Regions from separate parts of the Ovis aries genome. Here region 1 is linked to region 2. Evidence: chromatin contacts called from public Hi-C data. All regions are on one chromosome and are shown on one strand. The core of a region is the stretch at or near the end of the contact, and the rest is flanking DNA. Distances in the headings are between cores, read along the strand shown. Region 1 overlaps LOC105607925 (a long non-coding RNA gene). Region 2 holds the start of DCN (decorin).

The links. Hi-C and Micro-C count contacts between places; a contact is called where the count stands out from the background.
Region 1: a Hi-C map of tail adipose tissue shows a contact between it and region 2, with 2.3 times the contacts expected there. The contact joins the enhancer-like site here to the promoter of DCN in region 2. A contact is called at or near these places in 4 of 16 Hi-C or Micro-C datasets (omental adipose tissue, skin fibroblasts and tail adipose tissue).

The regions. Positions count from the first base shown.
Region 1 is chr3:127,633,821-127,636,520 of ARS-UI_Ramb_v3.0, reverse strand. All of the region lies in intron 2 of LOC105607925 (a long non-coding RNA gene), which reads left to right. Among named protein-coding and RNA genes, the nearest start is that of TRNAR-ACG, 30 kb to the right of the region's middle. Within about 2 kb of position 1,285, at least 5 of the 54 cell types and tissues checked have an H3K27ac peak or open chromatin away from gene starts, as enhancers often do. A contact at or near this core is called in tail adipose tissue, where this site is marked.
Region 2 is chr3:127,585,187-127,587,886 of ARS-UI_Ramb_v3.0, reverse strand. It overlaps DCN (decorin), which reads left to right and starts at 1,352. Exons shown (of 8, transcript NM_001009218.1): 1 at 1,352-1,437.

The DNA.
Region 1 (2,700 bases), core at 36-2,535, 49 kb before region 2:
GCAAGAAACCAGGAAAGAATTGTTGAATCAATTATTCAGCAAGTTTTTATTGATTTCCCTGCCTACTTCAATGTTTGTGGTATCCTCTACCATTTTATAGCCTCATTTTTAAACCAACCTTGGAAATTTTGGACTGCTAACTGTCCCATAATTCTTTTGCATTATGTCACAAGTAAAGCTGACCATCAAAACTGGCCATTGAGATCACATCTCTGACTAAAAATTCAAAGATTTCCACTGGTTATAGCCTAAAGTTCAGACTACCTGGCCCTCATTGACCTGAATCTCTTGTTTTTCTTTAATCCAATATCTAGCTATGGTCTCTTTCTCCTATAATCTATAATCTCCTAAAATTTTCCCAACATTTTTTCAAATCCCTCAAAGCACATATTACCTGTGTCTCTCCCTAATCTCAATATTTATTATATCAGTTATCCTGCCTTTTTTGTTTCTCACTAAGGGCAGGAGATTTACCTTTTTTTTTTTTTTGGTGTTGCTTAGTTCTGGGGGCATGGCTACTTATGTACACTGATTATTGTATGTTTTTTTTCTGAAAATTTTTTATTTGTCTCACTACATTTTGAATTCTTGCAAAAAGACAGTATTGTTCTGTGTCACTTTTGTTTTCCAAGAAGTTAATCCAATATCAACTACGAGGTTTTGGTCACTAAATTGTGTCCAACTCTTATGACCCCATGGACTGTAGCCTGGCAGGCTCCTCTGTCCATGAGACTTCCCAGGCAAAAATATTGGAGTGGGTTTTCACGCCTTCCCTCAGGGGATCTTCCCAACCCAGGGATCAAATTCATGCCTCTTACATTGCAGGCAGTCTCTGGCATTGCAGGCAGATTCTTCACTGCTCAGCCACCAGGGAAGCCCATATAGAAATGGTATAACTGTTTGCTGAATGTATTAACAGATAATTGAACACTAGACTGACCCACTGCTATTGCTCAAACATTCTTGTAACTACTCAAACTACTCATTTGCTCATTGATTTTTATCCCTTTTTCTTCACCTAGTAAAATTTTCTTCAGCCCAGTGTTAGTCACAATGCAAAGTAATTTTAGCTGCTTGAAAAAATATGTGTTAAATGAATGAATGAAAACTTCTCTCAAGTCAAATTCTACTTTCTCCACATAGATATCTTGATTCCCACCTAGAAGTAGTTTCTCCCTACCCTGAGTCCCCCAAAAACTATTTTTGAGGAGATCTGTTTTCATGAAGTATTAATGGAGTGAGTCAAGATGTTAGTCATCAAAACCCTTTCTTCTCTTGTGTAAGGAAAGACAGATCTCTGCCAAATAGCTTTGGTTTAGGGAATACCCATCCCAGTCCACATCTGCTTGAGTAGCTATTTATGTCAGATGGAAAATGGAAATTTAACAATCTCACTTAGTGACTATGTGCATGGACTGTTAGTACTCAGTGAAAGTTAAAAGCTATCAGAGTTGGAAAAAATTTAGGCTGGCAATGATAGACAAATGTGTATATTTAGTAATACAATGAGGCCATGCAGAATGACAATTTGGAATCTGTAAAAGTCAATCAAGTCAATCAAGTCTCCCTGTGAGGCAGGGAGAAATCATGTGCCAGCTATTCTGTGACAATTCATTGAAACACCCTGACTTCTTCAGATCAAAAATAGCAGTCAGGAGTTCTGTGCCATTACGCAGATGTGCTGAAGTCCCCGGCAAAAAACATTGTACAAAAATGTTTACTTAAGTAAAACATTAAGTAAAAAAATGCAATAACAAAAAATGAAATATCAAGAAAAATCTTGATTATCCTAAGTAAATACGTTTTAACTCAAAAATGGGAGTTAAAACCCAATAGCACATCCATTTCACAAAATTTTGCTAAGTCAGAGAAAAAGAACTTTCAAACTTAAAGTAACTGGCTGTAGAAAGGATGGCCACAAATATACAAAGAATTTTCCTTTCACAAGACCATATTTTTTTTCATATCAGTGCAGTTCAGTTGCTCAGCTATGTCCAACTCTTTGTGACCCTATGGACTGTGGTATACCAGGCTTCCCTGTCCATCACCAACTCTCAGAGCTTGCTCAAATTCATGTCTATTGAGTCAGTGATGCCACCCAACCATCTCATCCTCTGTCGTCCCCTTCTCCTCTTGTGTGGAATCTTTCCCAACAAAAGGGTATTTTTTAATGAGTCAATTCGCATCTGGTGGCCAAAGTATTGGAGTTTCAGCTTAGGCATCAGTCCTTCCAATGAATATTCAGGGCTGATTTACTGAATATTTTTTTCATATTGTATCTCAGTTATTCATACAATTGATTTTATCTCCCCTACCATTTTGCCTATTACTATTTTTAACCAAGTTTATCACGTGCTTTATTTTCAAAGTAAAATAAAAAATACATAACAGATAAAGTATAGAACTCTGAATTCCTCTATCCTCTTCCTGGTCATAGTGTCTTTTCCTTCTTTCTGGGTATATTTACCATCATAAATATGATATATATGTTTTCTTTCCTTTTAAAATAGTGCTGCATACATACCTATATGTAAATGAATGTTTTATATTTCTCTCTACTTTTAATGCCACATTTTAAAATTCAATTATAATTTAAGGTCTATAGTTTTTATTTTTTTTATTTTTTTTTATTTTTTTATTTTTTTAATTTTAAAATCTTTAATTCTTACATGTGTTCCCAAACATGAACCCCCCTCCCAC
Region 2 (2,700 bases), core at 103-2,602:
CTTTCTTTTAAATCATCAGACTAACCAGGCATGGGGTTATTAAATGCCAAGGAGAAGAGTGGGGTAAGGTGTTAACATTATGGAGACTGGGCTTGGAAAATAAGGCAAAATATCATGTGATAACAGCCTTACCCCCTCTTCTTTAGGTAACACACATAAAAATTTAATCCCTTCAAGTTTCATCAAGGCAAAGTATATTTACTGTAGAATTGTGTACTTAGATGGCTAGAGAAGGGAAGAAGGGAGGGTGGAGAAAGGAAGGGTTATCCTCTCATGTTTCACAGATGTTGATTTCAAGTTTCCACCTGGTTAACAGCCTACGGGCCAGGGCATAAAGATACAAGTCAAAACATAGAGACACACAGAGAACTGACAGCATCCAGCAAGGGAATTACAAAAGCTCAAAAAAAGCTTTCACTGGCTGAATAAATATCTTTCCTTGTATTTGCACTTTCTTTTTTCTATTTTTCTTTTTTCTATTTACTGAATTTGGAAAGAGCCATAGACTTTATTGCCTTTTCAGAGTTCTGGATTACATAAAAATATAGCCTACGAAAATAACATTTTTCATATACAGGCTAAATTAAATTGTGATCATCTTTTAGTATCTATGTGCTTTATTTTAAAAAACACACATAACTGGTAGACAACAAGGAAGGTTTTAAACTATAAGTAAGGGAAGTAATAAATGGTGTGCTTTTCATATAAAATCATGGCTTTCCTCCAGGGAACTTTAGAAATATGTTCAAGATATATAGAAAACCTCCATATCATAGTACTTGAATTTTTGAATTTGCACAAATAGCCCAAGGCAAGTAAGAATCCGAATGAGTACTCATTTATTTTCATAGCCCACACTTAAAATAATTTCATTCCATTTGCCAGACTTACACATCCTGAAAGCAAAAAAAAAAAAAAACAAAAACAAACAAACTGTCATTTTCAGAAGTATGATAAATGTGACTCATAAAGAAGACTAGAAAGAGTGGATAAAGGAGTAGGATTGGGGGTGGGGAAATAAACCCTTTAGTTACAATTTCAGGGAAATGAGTCGACACAATGAAACAAATTCCAAGTCAAGTTGCTCCACTACTATATTACAGAAGCAGTTTAGAATTTTAAGCAGATGCAAAAGGAATAAAGTATTTAAATAGGGAGAAAAAAAGGCCGATAAAGTTTCTGGCTACAATACGAGAGACATATCATTACCATATGATCTAATGTGGGTGTCAGCCGGATTGTGTTCATTGAGGGAAACCTTATTTTTTAACTGTGCTATGGAGTAGAAGCAGGAGGTTTTCAACCTAGTGACAGTCACAGAGCAGCACCTTCCCCCTCCTCCTTTCCACACCTGCAAACTCTTTTGCTTGGGCTGAATATTTAGTGTAATTACATCTCAGCTTTGAGGGCTCCTGTGGCAAATCCCCGGATTAAAAGGTATGGTTTTCAATAATTGTCCTGAACTCTGCTACAGACTAATAAAACTTTGATCAAGTTAAGAAAAAAGGAATTATTTGGTAAGAGAAAACGAGAAAAAAAAATGTGTACTGAACTTTTAGTAATGTTTCTGCAGTGTTTTAAACAAATATTGCTTGAAAACAGAAACGAAGTATTTGGTAAAATGGTTGTGATGCATTGTTTTAGTTCTTTCTCTCTGTTTTTACAAAGATGTTTCTTAGAGAAACTATAATCTAACACGGTGACTCTCTTTATTGATGTATTTTGTGTTTTTACTAATTAAATGTTTAGGAAATGTTTATAGAAAAGTATTCTAGACTGGCATGCTATTCATAGTTGGATTGTATATTTAAGAATTTATTCTCCTCCTGAATTCTTGTACATTTTAAGAACTTTTAAACTTCAGAGACGTGAACTTTGGTGATTAGTTATAGAAGTCTAGTGTATATTTCTACAACTTAGAAAATAATAGAAACTGTCACCAGAGAGGTGAAAACAAACACTGGCTCTATTTATGCTGATTATTAAGGACCTAACTAAGATGATCTCACAGTTAGCTACATATTTACTAAAATGTAAAGAAGAGACTGCAGAATTTTTGCTGCCAATGAAATTTTATCACAAGATACATTCACTATAGAATGAAAGTGTGGGTTATTTTTCTTTCTAATTTCAAAACAGGGTAATATGATGACCACTGATTAAGTGGGCTCCCAGTGATATAAATACCTGCGGCTTTTTCTTCAAATTGCTATTTTGACCAGAGAAAGAATCAGATGCCCCCTATAGTACCCCTTATTGATAGATGGATACTGTTTTATGGTTTACTTTTAACTTATTTCTATTATTATTGAGGTTTTTAATTCACCCAGTGCTGGGGGGTTTAATTTGCTCTGCATTTATAGCTTCACTTATCTCCTGAGGTTTAAATTTTGACTTTGAAATTCACACCAAAGGCATAAGTGACATCATGCAAATGTTGATCTGAATGGTATAATTTAATGGGATGTCGTTTAAGAAACCTAAAATTATTATTTTTGATAGAACACATTAAATTATGGCAATGAACTTTACTAAAGTAGTGGCATTCTTAGCAATTAGTATTTAGGAAATAGGCATACATTTTGAGAATACTTAAAATGGTTGAAATGAAATTTTAACAGTATATCATCTCAATAACAGTCTCCTTGATGTCCACATGGGCTACTGCTATAGGTTTGTTTGTTTTCCTGATTTATTGAG